Regions from separate parts of the Mus musculus genome. Here region 1 is linked to region 2. The links are chromatin contacts, called in public HiCAR-type maps. All regions are on one chromosome and are shown on one strand. The core of a region is the stretch at or near the end of the contact, and the rest is flanking DNA. Distances in the headings are between cores, read along the strand shown. Region 1 has its middle 21 kb from the start of Plek. Region 2 has its middle 20 kb from the start of Sec61g.

What was found. HiCAR-type assays count read pairs that join an accessible place to other places.
Region 1: a HiCAR-type map of fibro-adipogenic progenitors shows a contact between it and region 2, with 5 times the contacts expected there. The contact joins two enhancer-like sites. A contact is called at or near these places in 1 of 15 datasets of contacts at CTCF or cohesin (pro-B cells), 16 of 484 Hi-C or Micro-C datasets (B cells, the Ba/F3 cell line, CD4 T cells and 11 more), 4 of 115 datasets of contacts at active chromatin or transcription factors (bone marrow-derived dendritic cells, embryonic stem cells and fibro-adipogenic progenitors) and 2 of 9 other capture datasets (adipose tissue and liver).

Annotation. Positions count from the first base shown.
Region 1 is chr11:17,027,023-17,032,216 of GRCm38.p6, forward strand. No RefSeq gene overlaps it. Among named protein-coding and RNA genes, the nearest start is that of Plek, 21 kb to the left of the region's middle. Within about 2 kb of position 2,194, at least 3 of the 459 cell types and tissues checked have an H3K27ac peak or open chromatin away from gene starts, as enhancers often do. A contact at or near this core is called in fibro-adipogenic progenitors, where this site is marked.
Region 2 is chr11:16,526,066-16,531,144 of GRCm38.p6, forward strand. No RefSeq gene overlaps it. Among named protein-coding and RNA genes, the nearest start is that of Sec61g, 20 kb to the left of the region's middle. Within about 2 kb of position 2,511, at least 12 of the 459 cell types and tissues checked have an H3K27ac peak or open chromatin away from gene starts, as enhancers often do. A contact at or near this core is called in fibro-adipogenic progenitors, where this site is marked.

The DNA of each region.
Region 1 (5,194 bases), core at 944-3,443, 500 kb after region 2:
CCCTTCAACAATGGCCTATTTTGGGTTGTTCACAAACTCAGATCCTGCCAACATAGTGCCAAGCCTCAGCCTCTTTTTATGACATCTTCAATCCAGCAGTTTCACTGCAACTGAGGAAAATGAAATTATCAGAAAAATGAGTGGGACTAGAGAAATTTATACAGAGTGAGATAATTCACTCCCAATAGAAACATGTTGCATGTTAATTCATATGTGTAAACTAACCTTAAAAGTGTTCTATTTCTGTTTGAGTAGCATAGAGAAGCCATAAAGCAAAAAAGTGACATTGACAGAGGGGAAAGAAGCTTTTAGAGAGGGTACATATAGAGAGAATATATGTGATACAACAGAATTGCAAATACTTGGTGTCAAAAAATTGAAGTAGGATGAAAGTGGCGGAAAGAAGGAGGGTAAGTGGCAAAGAGAATTAATGGAAACTAAGGATTATAAAAGCACTATTATAAGCTAATTTTAAAATGCAATTTTTAAAAGCTTAAACTTCTTATAAGGTATCCTACATGGATATATAATGCAGATCCCAGAAGCCATAGGCTATTAAGTGAAAAGTCTCACTGCCAGGTATATCTTTCTACTCTCTGTACCCTGTCAGGGAGGTCCACAAAATGACACAAGCTTTTGTAATTGCTCTTTGTTCCCCATAAGAACAATATGATAAGACCCCATTTCTGAAGGTACCAAAAACTTTTATTACAAACTGTAGGAAATTAACTTGGGACTGAGAAGGAAGCTTTCTCCTTGTTGGCTACCTTATATATAGCTAGAAGATGCTATTCATCCTTCTGGAAGAGACAAGCCATCAATGACCTAAAATTATTTGGAACACTATGAGCTATAGTATCAACCTTCCAGGCGATCTTCCCAGGTGCCCACTGGTAAAATAATGACATGATTGCCATGGGGGGTAACTTACCTCTTCTTTCTGCTTAGATTGGATGCCTGCTTCTCAAGAGGGAAGTTACAAGTTGTTCTGTCAATCTAGTCAAAAGCCCATACATGGGGAGGTCCTAGACCCTTAAAGGCAACTTTCTGTCATTTTACTAAATGGACATGGTATCAAACTGCTTTGTAAACACTTTTGTTTCTAATCATGGCTTAGTGCTTCTCTCTGTCTTATTCATACATGCTTTTCTGCAGCAGGTGATGGTTAACACAGAGACTCACACCTGAAAGTGCTGAGGATAAGCAAGTATTGAGTTCTCAGCCCTAAACAAGACATGTATATACCCTCCTCTAAGGCTCAGAGAACATTATGTAAGAGAGGCAGAAAATGCAGAGTGCTGCAAAATACTATCTTCTAAACATGACATGACCATTGTACTCCTGAAATCACAACAATTGATTGCACAAGACAAAACCCATCACAGTCTATCATCCATGGTTGATATGCTCATGACCCCTCACTGAGGAGCTAATGGCCGTTATTTGTTGCTGGTGTAGGGAAAATCCTTTCCTTTAGTACTATAGCCATAAGTCACTAATCTCTATGCCGGTAAATAAGCCCTCACCCTTGCTCATGCAAGCAGCCCTTATTAAACTCAACAGTGACAAGAAAGTAGTAGGGAAGGGACTTGTGAACAGAAGGGGTTCTATGGGGGTGGGAAGCATGAGAGAAGCATGTGAGGGTGAGATGAGCAAAATGCATTACATGCACTTAGGAAATTGTCAAAGAATTAAAATGTAAATGAATGCTTAAAGGAAGAAAGGAAACACAGTGTGTACTATCACTGTCTCTGGTTCCACAGAGTTATCTGCTGAATCTCCAAAATACTCAAAAGACACTGAAGGGGGCCAGAGTTGTCATCACGGAAAGTTCACAGAACTTGAGAAACACCACGTGCGCCTGATGCTTCCCCAGGCTCACACAGCCAGGGACATATGTCTACAGCTGCATGGTGGTCACTAGATACTAAGGATGTCTTGATTCTTCCACGTTTTGAGACAAGTGATTTCATAAAACCAGCTTCCTAGGACACATCAGCTTGGAGCTCCAGGTATCACTTGCCCGTCTTACATTTCCTGCTCCCATCCACATGAGCTAGTGGGATTAAGTGCAGCTGAGGTCACTGCAAGATTTTTTAAGTAAGCTATTTTAGAAGCTACTGACATCATCAGCTCAAATCTCGTATTCCTGGGTCAGCACCTCATGCTCCTCACAGCAACAACAGTCACGGTTTTAGCTTATTATTGTTTGGCTGCAAAGGACCATGGAGATCTGGGTGTGGTCACCAGGCACTGGCGAGACTTAGTAGTGAGACTCAGAGAAATCGATGAGTTTCTTCCCAAATGAATCCCAGTGAAACGAAACATCAGAACATGACTTGATTATGAAAGTATTAGAATGCTAACATTTAAAACATGCATACATAATTTTTTATTATTATTCAAATCACTAATTCCTTTAAAGATACTCTATGGAGGAAAAGTTAATAGTTGGATTTATTTAAATAGTTATCAAATACAGTTGCAAAGACTCCACTGGATGACCTGTGATTTTCTTTCCCATTCCTAGACTCTGCAAGTCCCATGAAGTGGTGTTCTCTAATTTTAATCTCATTTAGTCCCCTCAATTTAATGAGGTAACGATTACCATTGTTATTATTCTCCTTGTCTTATAGTTGGGGCAGCAAGATGAGAGAAGTTAACAAACTTGCCAAAAGAAGCACAATTCAGAAGGATGAAAAGTGAGACTTGGTTGAGCTCTGCCTCACTCCAGAGATTACAGACTCAACAATGCCTGACATGATGTCACCTCTAGGCTACCTTGATTGGCACCCAAGATAAATGATTCATGACATTGACATTGGCTCCCCCAAATCCACCTGCTCACCTAGTAAATAAAGCTCTCTTGAGCTTTTAGTTTTTGCATGGTATTTCCAACTAGGGAAAGAAATACATACATACATACATACATACATACTATGGAAGGCACTCAATAAAATATTCTAGAATAATTTAGATTTTGTATTTAGCAGAGTTTTTTTGTATAGATTTTTATGGCACAGAGTTTTTAATCTCTTAACAAATCTCAGGAAAAGAAATAAGACTTTACTCCAAAGTAGAAAAGACCCTCATTCCAAAGACTGTCACAACAATAGGAGACATGTAGAAAGCTTTAGTCATTCATAAATAAAACTTGGAAAATCTGAGAACACACATGTGCACACACACATATCTCAGGAGATAATCCTTTAAACATTCCTTTGTGTAAATTCATTCCACAGACTGAGACAAACGTTGAGTTTTTTGGCAAAGTTTTAGAGTGTGTGTTCTAGGAAATATATATATATATACTCTGAAGTATAGTCAAATTATTATTCAACAAATAATAGCATTTCAGTGGTTAACCTTTAAAACACTTTCTTGCACAAATGACAAATAATGTATAGGAGTAAGCTGCCTGTCTTTTTCACTATAAATTCCAAATGACATTTAACATTGGGCTGATATTGGTAAAATTCTGTAATAATAATAATAATAATAACAATTTTAAAAAACAGGCAGGATTCAAGGCAGTCCTTTTATGTTTCAAAATGAGTCTTATGTTCCTCTTCCTGGTTAATGCAAACTGCATTTGTATCTCAGCACTCAGTAGCTGGACCACTAATGTTCCCATGCCTTTGTCACCAACCTATTTCTGTTGATAAAATTGATTTAGCACATAGCACAGTCTCATTCTGTCTCACCATGTTTCAGATGGTGATTCCAACTAGTGATGAGAAAATGCATCCTGTAAGGCAGACTGAATCAACGGCATTCAAAACAGGATCTGGCATATATTAATAGCAGCGTGTGCATGCATGTGGTGTGTGTGTGTGTGTGTGTGTGTAGATAATGATTACAGAAGATAGATAGGTAGATAGATAGATAGATAGATAGATAGATAGATAGATAGATGGATGGATGGATAGATAGATAGATAGATAGATAGATAGATAGATAGATAGATAGATAATAAATACAATGGATACATACATAGATACATGGATGTGTGGATGGATGGGGGAGAGAGAGAGAGAGAATGTACAGACAGGTTTTATTTTATTTTGTTTTGCTTTGCTTTGTTTTGTGTCCTTTTGAAATTAAATGTTTCTGTGTAACCTTGACTGCACTGGCACTCACTCTGTAAATCAGGCCTGCCTCAAACTCAAATATCTGCCTGCTTCTGATTCCCATGATCTAGGATACATCATCACCACACTCAGCCAATATATAATTTAAATAATGAATGAATAAGATAAGATCCAAGGTGAAGAATGGTAAGACTGCATGGTTCTAATCCCCTACTACACAGGCAGTTATCTCTTCACTGATATTATACCCTTAAATTACATTAATATTTCATTAGCTATTTGAGAATTTCATACATTATATGTTGAACATGTTCTTCCCCTTTCCCACCTCCTTCCAGATACACCCCCATCACACCCACCCAATTTTGCATCCCCATAAAAATTTTAAAAAACCACCAAGTCCTATTAGTGTAGCTTATACAGTGTTAACTGTGTGGCCATCCACTGGAGCATCTTAGACCTACTAAAGATCATAACCTTAAAGAAAGCTAACTCATCTTCCCTCAGCAACTATCAGTCACCAATTTCTCTTCAGCTAGATTTTGTCCAGCTTGGGTTTTCACAGATTCTGTGCATGTTGTCACAACTGCCGTGCGGTCATACATGTAACAGCCTTATTATGTCTGGAAAATACTGCTTCCTGGACTCATCTACCACCTCTCACTCTTATACTCAGTCTTTCTTCCCCCTCTTCTAAAACCACCACAGAGCCTTGGGAGGATAAGCATGTATAACATAGAAGTCCAAGTTCTCTATTACAAATAGAAACTTCTTTAATTAGGAGTTGATTTAGTGCTATGTCCCATTAGTAGAATGATAATAATAGGTTCTTCCCTGGGCCCAATGACCCTCCATATCTTGGTTCATAGCCCTGATAATTATGCCAGGAATAGGTTCCCTCTTGTAGAACTGGCCTTAAAGCCAATCAGAAAGTGGTTGGTTACCCCCATGACATCCATATCATTATTGTACAGTAGGGATATCTTGCCAGGAAGGTTGTTATTAGAAATTGTCATGCAAATTCTGCTTATTTATTTATATGTTGGTGAGGTATGTGTGTATATGTGTGAGTGTATACATGTTATGGTGTTCATGTAAATGAG
Region 2 (5,079 bases), core at 1,261-3,760:
GGCCCTGGAAACCATATAAAAATTCCCCAAACTGGTGCTGGGGGGTCACTGCCTCTCCTTTGGGTCTGGACGACTCCAGTGCACTGGAACAATAAATTCCTCTTGCTTTTTGCGTTGATCCTGACTCCACATGGTTCACTCAGGTGTCCCTGGTAAGCTAAGGCTCCCCGGAGTCTTACAAGACTTTGCCACTCTGGTGGCAACAGAAAAATCCAGAAAAGGACATTTGGACTTTGGGTCTAATGTCCAATTTTTATGTGATCCCTGCACTGACAGATGCTCAGCAGCCAAGGCAAGATGATGGAATTGATGGTACATATTACCGTTAAAGTCTCTGGTCTGTGAGAGAGGGACTTGTGGATTGTAATTATGGTACTCCAGGATAGAGACTCAGCCTGCCCTGAATATTGTGCATAATTCTTTGAGCTTGTTCCCAAGTGGCTCTAAGCTCTAGTTTGCTTTTCTAAAAGATGAAGGAAGCCACATCTTTCTCACGGGATTGTTTGTAAGATTAACAGATGCTCTGTGCAAGTGCTGGCACTCAAGGTCTCATTATGCGATTAGTTTGTGTCCCTCCTCTCTTTTGTGGTTACCTGCAATCCTGTGACTAATTCTCTGCTTCTGAGATAAATTCCAGTGGCAAACCTCCAAGTGAGTGCAGGGCTCTGGTCCTGAATGTTTATAAAGGGATGTGAGCATGCTCCTCACAAGGTTTGCTCATATTTTCTGTCCTTTCTTCTGAATCTGGGTAGAAGATTAAATTCTGTCCATTTCTTTTGGCAACAGTAGTTTGCTAAACCTTTCCAAGGGGGACCTTCATATGTCTACACCATGTGATAAGCTGGAAGATGAGAACTTCCCAAGGATATCTCAGAATCACTTGCCTTTCTTAAACACTGGTCTCTAGGGCTTCCCATTTACATGGTACTGTGCTGATCTTCATGTTGCAGCCCCTCACATATCTCAGTCACCTGGACATGGCATCATGTGGTTGTATACATCAGTCATTAGAATACATATATTCCCTCAGCTAATATGGATTTTGAACATCCCTGCAGGGCCCATGCTCCCAAATGTTCATGCCACAGGAAGATTGATGAACTGCTAAGAGGTGGGGTCTATTAGAAGGAAGTAAGGTCACTTATTTGAAAAGGACTATGGGACCCTGTTCTCTTCCTTTGTCTCTGGTTGAGTCCTGGACATGACATGATCCACTTTTCTCCATAAGCATACTTGTTGAATGATGCACTGTCTTATCTCAGGGCTGAAGCCAACTTATCGTAGACCAAAAGTGTGAGAAACAAAACCAAACCAACTTTTTCCTTATAAGCTGGTCCTCTCACACATAAAAGGAAAGCAGATGTACTCTGTCCAACATCATCTATGATTTTTCTTGTATCCTTCCCCTTAACATCTAGCTGATGGTCACCCAGAAGTCCTAACCAGTCAGTTCCTGCACCTTCTCCCTGGCTTCAGCAGGCTGCAGCATTCTCCTGCAAGTTTCTCTCTATTCCTGTACCACCCTACCATGCTCTTCTCTTCCAGGTCCAGGTGTAAACTCTTAATATGCTGCCAATCTGGAGTCCTTCCCTTTAGCTTCTTGCACAGCTTCTTATTGCAGCTAACTTAAAATCTATGCTCCTGTGGACCTCCTGACTGCCTCGCTGCAGTCCTCCCATTTCCCTTTCAGTCACTGTGGTTCCAGTTTATTTTCGGTCTCTTTAATACAACGCATCTTCCCACCCAAACCTCCACACTTACTTCTTTCCTTAACTCCCAGTAAAAAGCACTGTGTCAAGATGTTCTGTATATCTGTGCCTATGTATAGGAACATCTGTAAAGTACCTGTTTGGGGAAGTGGCTTTGTTGTTTAAAAAAAAAAAAAAAAAAGGCCTTTATCTCGTTTATTATTAGCTGAGAGTATCAGGCATAGTCACGTAGAACAGGAATTGGGAAATATTCGATGAATGAGCAAAAGAAAAATAGAATGAAAAATTAGAAAGTGCACAAGTGAAAATCAAGTGAAATTTAGAAAGGTTTTGCTCATCCTAAAAGAAGTAGGCCTTGACACTGGCCCAGAGCCTGTAGTGAATGGAACCTGAGTTTCATAAAACCCTGTCACTGAAAGAAGTCAAAGGGAAAAGAGTGTCATATGTATTCCTTCATTGTGAGGGGTTCTTCCGTGGCTTCTCCATGTAAGACATACAAACCTGGTGTGGCCACATTCCCAGCTTTGGAACTGTACTTACAGACTTGATGTGCGTTGCCTCTCAGATAGCTCTTTGCTATCAGTCAGAGCTTCATGATGTCCAAGGAAGGTGTTGGGATTCTTTTAGAGACACGCACAGTTACCCACAGCAGCAAGAAAATCTTTAATCTGTCTTGTTTATCTGAAAGTAGGATCACAGAATGTTCTGTTTGGTTTTGGCAGCAAGGGTGATGATGAGGTTGTTTCCGCTGGGACAAGGTCAACACTGCTAATATTCATGGCATCAGGACCAAATTTGGACTACTTCTAAATTAGAAAAGTAAAAGTTGCCCAAGGGAACAGATGAGCTAAATGCGAAAGTGAGTGACTAACATCACTAGTTGAAAGTACTCATCGAGCACCTAATCACATGATCAGAGTCAGCTCTTTGCGATTAATTGTTTTAGGCTGGCCTGGAACTCTTGGTAGTCTTCCTGCCTCATTTTCCAAAGTATTAGAATCACAGATGTGAGCTTCTACTTCCAGCTTCAAATTCATCTTTTGAGATTTCTCCTCATCGTAGAGGATTTATCCTGGAGTTCCTATTAGCAATCTAATTGCCCTCAAGACACAAGTATAAATTCCTTGGATATTTGATACCTAAAAATTGTAAGATTTAGTTTCATAATGTTGAAAAAAGTGAAAGGGGGCTGGGATGAGAATATGGCTTAGTAAACTCATGCCTTGCCAGCCTGAAGACCTGAGCTCAACCCCAAAATCAATATGAAAAAGCCAGGTGCAGTGGGGCATCTCTGTAATCCTAGTGTGGGGAGGAGAGGCCAGGGATCCCTGGGGCTTTGCAGACTAAGCAGCCTAGACAAATTGGTGTGGTGTAGGTTCAGTGAGAGTCTTCCTTAAAATACAAATTAGAAAAAAAAAAAAAAAAAAGAGGTATGGCTAGTAAAGATTTTACCTTGATTAAGGGTTTTCATTGCTGTACAAAAAAACAAACAAACAAACAAAAAACAAAAAAAACAAAAACAAAAAAAAAACCCCAACAACTTAATCCCATCTGTTGATACTTGAGAGTAATTTCCAAGCTGTTGATCTGCTGTTCAGAATGTTCTTGTCTGCCCCAGTGTTTTAAGTATCCCCTGTTTTCATCTAGAATTTCTAGCATTTTGGGTTCTAAATCAACATTGATCCACTTAGAATAAGTTCTTATACAAAGTAACATAAATGAATTCAGTTTCTGCTAGTACAAATCCAGTCGGCCAGAACCACTTGTTAACTAGACTATCTTTTCACTGTGTTTGCCTCCTTTGTTAATAATTAGGCAGGCACAGATTTGCTAGTTTATTTGGGAGTTCTTTATCCTGTTGCATTTGTCTACCCATCTGCTTTTTATGCCAGTACTACGCTGTCTTTATCACTAAAGCTCTGTAGTCTAATTTGAGACTGGGTGTTGTGATGATGCCATCTGTAATCTTACTTCTTAGACTAACTTTGGCTATCTGTGGTCTTTGGTAATTGAGTATTAGTTCTAGTTCTGTGAGATATGACAACAGAATTTTAATAGGTATAACAATATGTTTGCTATATTTTAGAAAAAGAGCTATATTAGTTACTCTTTTTGGTTAATTCCATAAAATATCATGGTCAAGGCAATTTAATGAAGAAAGGGTTTATTTTGCCTTATAATTCTAGAAGGATAAAATTCCATCATGGTGGGCAGGCATGACGGCAAGCAGCAGATATGGTGACAGGAGGAAAAAGCCTGAAGTTGACATCCTCAGTCTCAAACACAAAGCAGAGAGACAGAGAGAAACAGAGACAGAGAGACTTAGAGAGAGTAACAGGATATTTGGTCACACTGTGAACCCCAAAATTGTGTTATTTTACTGAAAAAAAAACGTGTTTCTAGTTGTGGTGTATGTCAACCTTAGCACACACCTTTAATTCCTCTGGGCTAGAATACAAATAGGCCCTTAGTACACACCTTTAACCAAACAAGGAAGGTAAAATTAGTCTGTACCCATGTTTGAAATTATTGTCTAATTGACTGGCAGAAAAAGTGATGAATCTGAGAAAGATTTCATAGAATGAGTCAGGCATAGGTTATGCCCAACTTTCATGATAAGAGACAAGAAAGGGAAGCTACTTAAGAGAGCAAGGCCAGAGAGGGTAAGAAGAGAAGGAGAAAGAGGAGGAGGAGGGGAGGGGAGAGAAAAGAAGAGGAGAGGAAGAGAAGGAAGAGGAAGAGGAGGAGGAGGATAGTTTTGTTGGGGCAGTTATTGAGAGACAGAATGAAGAAAGAACAAGCTAGAGACACAGGGAAAGACAGACCGAGCCAGAGAATTAGAAGTAGCCAGAAGATTAGAACATGTTGCCAAAGCTAATATGAGATCCAGAGCAAAGCAATTCAGAAGTTGAAAGAAGCCCAATTGAATCAGTTAGCATGTAGAGGAGTTTTGAGCCAGGATAACTGAGTTGAACCAGCAAGAGTTCAGAAAGACCAAGAAAGTGTGAGTTTATTTATCAGTTAAGTCTCAGAGGCTGAAAACATTCTAGGCCTAGATAAGATTGTATGGAGGTTAGAAGCTTCCTGGACTAGGCCTAGGTTAGCATATAGCAAGCCTCCAAGACATCCATCACAATAGATGAATAAAAGTTACATTGACAAGAGAGAACTGGTCATGGGCTGATACTGTAAACACCTGAAGCCTGCCTTCAGTGACAGACTTCCTCTAGCAAGCCTATACCACTTAAACCTTCCCAAACAGCCCCACCAAACTGTGGATAAAGAGTTCAAATACCTGAGTCAATAAGAAACACTGCATTCAAAGCATCACAGGAGGTGAATTTATAAAGAAATGTATAAATTAAATACC